2 separate regions of the Rattus norvegicus genome follow, and region 1 is linked to region 2. A link is a contact called in public Hi-C data. All regions are on one chromosome and are shown on one strand. Each heading gives the region's core, a stretch centred on a gene start, on an enhancer-like site or on the middle of the called end of the contact. The rest is flanking DNA. Distances are from core to core; before and after follow the strand shown.

Region 1 (3,805 bases), core at 415-2,914, 360 kb before region 2:
TGATGCTGGCTTGTTGGCTCAGGATCAAGCACACTGCTGCACTTAGCTGCATTGACTGGATCCCAGCTGCAGACACACTCTTCTATCTTTCTCACCCCACTCTGGAGCGAGTGCACACGGTGTCCATCTTTCCTGTGATACGCACTAATGCCCAGTGTACCCAGACTTCCCTGTGCTCAGAAACACATGTGTAATCATGCTCAGTTTTTTGTGGTGTTGATTGAACCCAAGGCTTCTTGATGCCTGGCAACTTACCTATCCCATGCCCCCCCAAACAGACTTCATGACTTTGTGTGGGGGGGTGTCAATGCTGGGAGGGAACCCAACGTCTCATAGGTCTTCAGACAGTGCTCTACTGCTGAGTAAAATCTAACACGGCCCCTCCCCTCCCATTAGTTTTCTGTTGCCCTGGCTGGTTCTGAGCAAAAATCTCTCCTGAGTTCAGCAAATCCTGTCTCCATCCCAAAGCAGTGGGGACCACAAGTGCTGGCCACAAGGGCTAGGTATGATTAATTACCCGTTTGTGTCGACCACTTAGGAGGAAGGGGTACCCAAGGCTTTCTTCTATGTACCCTAGACTGGATTTAGCATTGTCATCCTCCTTCCTCGATTTCTGAGTAGCTGGGATGGCAACCCCACAGTTCTTTATCTAGTTCCTTCCTCCTCCTCCTTCTCCTCCTTTCCATGTTTATTGGAAGGAACGCTGCTTTTCTTGCTCCTCGGACTATTTTTTGAGCACTGCACAGGCTATGGAACCTACCCCGATGCTGGGGTCCCTGCAGTAGGACCCTGTTTGCTTGGGTCCTCAGCATGGGCTTTGAAGGCATTGTCAAGCGTACAGGGTGAGGCGGGAGCTGACACTGCCTCTTCTATAGAAAAGGTGCCAGAGACAACTGGGAGCACGTGCCAGCAACAAGTGGGGAAAGGGCCTATGTGCACAGAGCATGCTCGTCTGGGAGGCCTCAGGGCAGAACTTGGGGGTTCTGAGCCCAGAAAGCGGGGAGCCCCGACTAGATCTGCTCCCTGACGGCTGATAAAATTCATCTTGAACTTGCTGTGCTTCCTTGGTGCTTTATTAGGATTATCTAGGTTGTCGAGCCGCGCCGGGAGGTGGCGGTGTGGTCACGCGCACGGGTCTGGCCGCGTCCAAGTTCAAGCTCTGGGTGGGGAGCTAGCTTCCCGTCGCCGTTTCGTTAATAACTTAAAGAGCCAGGCCGAGGTGCAGGGGCGGGACGCGGCCGGGGCTCTGCCACTCGGCGCGGGAGGACTCCGACTCCGGTCGCAGTGCTGGGCTGGCCGCGCCCGGAAGCCAGACGTCGCCTCGCTGGGCCGGAGGAAGGGTCTCCCGCCCGTGTGCCCCGGGTCGCTCCTGGGGTCCCTCATTCAGGGCAACCACGCGGGGGGCCGCCACCTCGATTTCCCCCCATCCCGCTGCCCCGCGTGCGCGCGCCGCCTCCAGCCTCCTCCCCTGCCCCCTCTCTCCCTGCCACCTTCCCTCCTCCCCGCCGTCCCCTCCCTCCTCCCCGCCTCCTCCCTCCTTCCCTCCCCGCTGTTCCCTCCTTCCCTCCCTCCCCGCGGTCCCCTCCCTCGTCGTCCCTCTCGCCCCTCCTCCTCCCCTCCCTCCTCCCGCTCCCCTCCCCCTCCGCTCCCGCCGCCTCCGCCCGCCGCCCCGGCCGCGTCGGGTAAACCTGTTCTGCGAGGCGGCCGCGCCGGGGCGGATCGAGCGGCCGGCGGGTCCTCGCGGCTCGCGGCGTCGGGGCCCGTGGAGCGCGCGGCCGGCCCTCGGCCGCGGCCCTCGGCAGCGCCACCATGTACTCGGGAGCCGGCCCCGGTGAGTCCGCGCGGCGCCCGGCACTCGTGCCGCGGCGGTTGGCGGTTGGCGGGCGGGGCAGGCGAGGGCGGCCCAGCCTGTGGGGCCGCGGCGTAGCCTCGGGGCAGCCGGGTAGGGCCTCGGGGCAGGGAGGCCCAGTGCACCGGAGCAGCGCGGCCCGGACGTGTTTGGGGGCCCAGGCCCGGCCTGCAACGGGTCTCGGTCCTCCCGCAGCGCTCCTCCCTCTGTCCCCAAGCGCATAGCTGTGGGGCCCAGCATGCGGGGCCTGGGGCGGGGAGCTGGACGGGTCGGGAACCGAACCCCGGGGCCCCGGGACCGCGATCGTCTGCTTGGACGCAGTTCCACGCTGGGCAGCCGCCCTCCCCATTCAAGTGCTAATCGCCCTGCGATTTCCTAGCGGAGCGGGTGGCCGCCGTGGCACCCCTTCCCACCAGCGTGCCCGTTTCTCTGGAAAAGTTCCAGAAAACTTAAAAACACGAACGTATTTTCCCACCCCGCTTTTCGAGCAGAGTGGAGGGCGGTTTACTCGCGGGGTTGAGAAAACAAGTGTTGGGAGGCTTTTTCGCCTTCTCCCGCCAGGCACGTGGCTCCATTTCCCGGCCGCCCCGCCGCTTGCTCGGGCTCAGCCTGCCCCCCTTTGTCCGCCAGGCTGTACTTGGCGCCCGCGGGCCCTCCCTGCTGCCCACCTGACCTAGTGGTTCGGCCCTGGGGCCTCCCCAGACTTCTTCACTGTGGGGTCTGGAAGCCTCCCAGATCCTCCCGGGTTCCCTACGGTGCTTGCTCCGGAGCCTAGTGCGCCTCCTCTCCTGATGTCATAGGGCTCCTCGAATGCCCACTGACCAACTTCTAAATGCGTTAAAGGGCTTCCCAGTAATTTGAAGACCCTTTTAACCTTGCGCTTGGGAGGTGTCCGGGTCCTGGAGGCAGATGTTGGGGTCTGGAGGTCCCCTGCGAAATGACCAGGGCAGCCTCCTGCCAGATTGGGAATCCCCCCTCCCCCCCAGCTCAGCGCTGTGGAGGAACCCAGCAAACATTAACTCCGAATATGTACGTTTTTCCTGAGTGTCAGTTTCTAGTGATCTTCTTGGAGACGAGGCCATGCTTTTCTCTATTTTGCGTGTTGATCCTTTCAGCTTGCCACAGTGGGCCTTTCTGGAGACAGGCAGTGGAGGCTCAGAGAGGTTTAAGAACCCTTTAACATCCGGGAGCCTGCATTAGGACAACCTGTTTGAGCACTCCTATAGAAATGGTTTCCCAGTCCCTTTGACCTTGACCCCACTGTTGGAAGCACTTGTTTGGTGTGGATTAGACCAGTGAATTCCCAAGTAGGGTGGAAAGGAAGAGCCTACTGTGTGTTCCGCGAGGGCATCTTTGTTGCCTTTTCAAAAAGAATGCGGTAGCCTGGATCAACCGGTTCATTTTGGTCACTGGCAGCTTTGAAGATGGCTGCTGCTGCGTGGGCCTCCGCATTGTGGCCTAAGGGAGAGACAGTCCCCTCTAACCAGAAAGCCTTGGGTGAGAAAAGAGATGCCTGTAGGGTAATTCTTGGCTAATGGCAGGCTGGGAAGGAACCCAAGTTTCAGGTGGGCCAGTGTGCTGTAATTGCAAGGCTGGAGTGCAGCTCCATTTTATTGCACATAGCACATACAAAGGCTTTTAATTTTGTTTACAAGGAACCCCTCCACCTCCATCCTTCAAAGAGACTCCATATTTCCAAGTTTAGGAGAATGGAAGGCCATTGGATCTGAATTAAAGAAAAGTTACCAAGTTTTGCTGTTTCCGAGCTTGATGGGAAGTAAATACTTAGTAAATTAACTTTAAAAATAGAATCCACAGTGGGTTCTCATTGTGTCTGTTACAAATACTGTTACATGTGTGAGATTAGTAGCACTGGGGGCCAAGGTTCAGAACCTCACAGATTTTTCTTTCCTATTGGAAAAGGTTAGTGGTTTAGGGTAGATAAATTCTCTTCCC
Region 2 (3,804 bases), core at 106-2,605:
TCCTGCTACTTCTCTGGCTTGGCTTCCTGGGGAGGTCTCTCTGCTGCACACAGGGCCTTTCTCCTCCATCCCAGCTTCACCCTGTCAGGATCCAAAGGCTGAGGAGAGAGGTAAAGCTGGCCCTGGGTAAAATCAAACCAAACCAAAGCAAACCAAACCAAGGGAATGAGTTTGGCTACCACTGCAGAAAGCATGTTCTTGGAACATCTAATCCCCAGTTTATTTGGCTTCCTGTGTTTTATTTAACAAACACACACGTTTATTTTCAGGATATGCGAATGCAGGTTCTGACTTCACACATACACGGGTTGGGTTTTCAATTTCACTGATGCACAGGTTAAGATTTTCAATTAAATTTACACACATCTAATACATCTCTTTCCTTTATTTTCACCCATGTTGTCTAGAAAAAAACAAAACATTAGTGCTTTCAAAATTAAAGTTAACACAGGGCTGTAAGCTTTGAGAGACCACATAGTTTGTCTTTTACAAGGTGGTATGAGGCGTGCGTTTCAGCAAGTCTTCACTACATTCTACAGATCTGAAGGCCAGATGCAAGCTAACAATTAGCATATAAAACCCCTCGGAACAAAAGGAGCCGAATGTCAATCAAACAGTCCCTGCAGGAGGCAATTTAAGATTTTACTGAGGTCCATAACGACCACCGGAAGGCAGGAAGGTAACCCAGTGAACAGTTATAAAATTACCCTCCCCCAACCACATCAAAAAAGGAAACAGCACAACGGTAAAATTCCTACCTAATTTCTTAAGGAAGGTTCTGGTAGATTCCTAGCGTCTTGTTGCCTCCTGTGTGAATCTCACTAACAAAAGGCTCTCCTCTGTGAATACTGAAGAAAGAACCGGAGCATCCAGGACACAGGGGCTCTTCCCTGGGGTGGGGGGAGCATTCCGTGTGTTGATCCCCAGCGTGATCAACAGATAAAATGAAAAATACTTTGCTTCCTTGCTACAAGATGCCATATTGCTGGGATATTTAGAAATTTAAAAAGGTGAGACTTTTAATTTTTAGCTTTTGGTTAGAAATTATTAGTGCGTCATGAATTGCCCTCTGGTGAGTTCTCGGAAACCCCGTTGCTCGGCCCTTTCCGGCAACACAACACAATGAGCTTCTTAAAGCTCATTTTGGAAGACATAGTCCTTCCTTGTTAGCAAACCGTTCATGAATCGGGGTTAAAGTATCGGTTCGGCAGTCGGGTAAGGGTACACTGGTCACCCTGCGCCTCCGTCACTAGGACACCTTAGGTTACCACGGCAAAAGGGTAGTCTATGTCTCCCATAGTCTGTGCAATAGCGAAGCAGCTAGAATTCTCCCCCACCCCGCCCCCTCCAGGAGGGGCCAAGCAGGGAGAGCTGTGGGCAGGGCCTCGCGCAGCAATGCCAGATGTTACCCATGCTTCTCCTGTGGACCCGGCTATGTTCCTAACACTGAGCATTTTTGCAGCTGCAGCCTGGTCCTAGGTGGGACATAGTGAGGCATTCATTTTTGCCAAATGATTACTGCATGGACACTCTCACCCTGAAGACCCGGCAGGGCATCCTTAGTCTGTGGATCGTCATCTTGTGTGACGGCATGGGTAACTCAAGAAGATGCTGCACCACTGGGGTTGTGTGCCAGTCACCAATGGGCACCCGCTTTCTCTCTGTGCGCCCACACCAAGAACCTAGAGAGTCATTCTTACCCGCTAGATGGCACCATAGAATGTATTCTTAAAGTGCATACTGTCGCATTGCCACGCCTGCGTACTGAGATCCGTTGACTGCCTTGCTGCTATGGCCGCGGTGTACCGAGTATTTGTGTGGATATCCTTCCCCGCCAATTTAGTGGAGCATCGTTAGGCTGCAGATCTCTGCCCAGTGTGGCTGCGCACCAATATCCTAAAGATGCTGCCACAATAGAGCCATGCTGATCAACTGTGTGGCCTCATTGCACGGAGGACCTGGACTGTCGTCCTTTCCCGGTAGGTGGCGCCTCAGAATGTGTCCATAACCAGCAGATTGCCGCATTGCCGCACCTGCGCACTGAAATCTGAGCAGGCTCGCCCAGCAGACTGCGTCACAGCTGCCTGCTCACCAGATTTCCACAGACGTCTCTAAAGACTGCAGACTGCGGCACGGCTTGGAGCTGAGCGGATCTCTTTACTACGGTTCTGTGACGACGAACCGAAGAGGACCCGGTGGCCATCGTTATCCCATCTTTTTGTGATTTTGGGCTGTGTGGATAGCCCATCCAAGTGCCCGTGCTATGTAGAGGATCATTGCCGCGGCTCTTCAGGAAGCTCCGGCTCTCCGAGAAGATCCGCGGCCTTTTCTCTGAAGATGGTTGGGTAGAAGAGCTGCGACACAGCCACGGAGCTGGGAATTTTTCATTCGTGGTGCTTTCTTACACCAATGTGACCGAGGAATGGGCAAAAGGAGGCGCCGAAAAAACCCAGATGTCTGTGATGGTGCGGCTCGTGCGAGGGCAGCATTGAGATACCTTCGAGCACAGAACCCTACAGTTTGCGATGCAACTGGGAGCTTGGCTGATCTTTTTACCCTGGAGACGCTGGCACAGAGGCTTGCTATCACCCTGTGGATAGGCGCATTGTGGTCGTCGCACAATGATGAGCCATGGAGGTCTCCCCGCTTGGCTGGAACCTGGGCGTACGCCATTACTCAGCCAACGCCTGCACAGCTCTTTGTTATCATAATCCTGGGGAATTACACGTATTTGTGGCTACACTTCAGTGACTGAACGGATGTTCTTACCCTAGGAATAGAGGCACAGTGGAGCTGCACACGGATACCCAAGGAAGCGTCCTTAGAGGGTGGATCGCTTAAATGGTTTTGGTGGCGCACTAAGGTTCTTCATGGTAATTTTATTCCCGCGGATGGTGGCGCAGCAGAGCTGTGCACAGACAACCTCAGAATGCCTCACCCTATATGGCTGCTGCTTGCGCACTAAGGAATTAAGTGGATATCCTTATTTCGGGATGATGGTTTAACGGAGTCCGTACTACTTGGTGGATGCCTGCATGGTGTTGGCTGTGTACCAAATCCCCGAGTGGATCTTAACCTGAGGTGTTGCTATAACAGAAACCCTTACTTGTGGATAACTGCGTCGTGACAGCTGCATTTGAAAGGCCTAAGAGGATCTATCACAGGGATGGCGTTTCTGAGCTTCCTTAATTGTGTGTGACCATGTTTCGACTGCTGCGCGCTAAAGATCTGGGCTGATTATTTATTTATCTATCTATTTATTTATTCATTTATTTATTTGGCCCTAGGGATAAGGGCACTGTGAATCATCCTTCCTTATTTTGTGGGCAGCTGCATTGTGGTGGCTGCATACTAAGGATCAGAGAAGATTTTATTCTGGGAATGGAGGTGGAGTATTTAGAACCCATGGGCAGCTCTGTGGCCACAGCTGCACACAAAGGTTGGGTATGGTAAGACCGAGCACCTTTACCATGTGGATATATGCACTGTGGCAGCTGGGCATTAAGGATCCGGGCTGATGTTTTCCTGGAGCTGGTGGCACAGTGAAAATCATCATTTTACTGTCCCACTGCATTGGAATCTAGGCAGATACCCTTATCTTGGGGATGGAGGCACAACGAGCGCCCTCACCCAGATGGTAACCTCATTGTCGTGGCTGCAAATTAAGACCTGGAATTGTTAAGTCTGCATCATAGCAACATCTGCTCCCCCAGGATCTGGGCAGATCACTTTACTCTGAATGTAGGAGGAGGCACAGCTGGAAGCTGAATTGATGACGTCAGCTTGTGTGGCGCTGTGTTACTT

The links. Hi-C and Micro-C count contacts between places; a contact is called where the count stands out from the background.
Region 1: a Hi-C map of the A7r5 cell line shows a contact between it and region 2, with 5 times the contacts expected there. The contact joins the promoter of Ago2 here to the enhancer-like site in region 2. A contact is called at or near these places in 3 of 12 Hi-C or Micro-C datasets (the A7r5 cell line, frontal cortex and prefrontal cortex).

What each region holds. Positions count from the first base shown.
Region 1 is chr7:106,991,983-106,995,787 of GRCr8, reverse strand. It overlaps Ago2 (argonaute RISC catalytic component 2), which reads left to right and starts at 1,664. Exons shown (of 19, transcript NM_001408918.1): 1 at 1,664-1,831. The coding sequence starts at 1,810. LOC134479922 (a long non-coding RNA gene) reads left to right here and starts at 1,839. Exons shown (of 2, transcript XR_010053837.1): 1 at 1,839-3,805.
Region 2 is chr7:106,632,437-106,636,240 of GRCr8, reverse strand. All of the region lies in intron 16 of Trappc9 (trafficking protein particle complex subunit 9), which reads left to right. Among named protein-coding and RNA genes, the nearest start is that of Trappc9, 250 kb to the left of the region's middle. Within about 2 kb of position 1,355, at least 55 of the 93 cell types and tissues checked have an H3K27ac peak or open chromatin away from gene starts, as enhancers often do. A contact at or near this core is called in the A7r5 cell line, where this site is marked.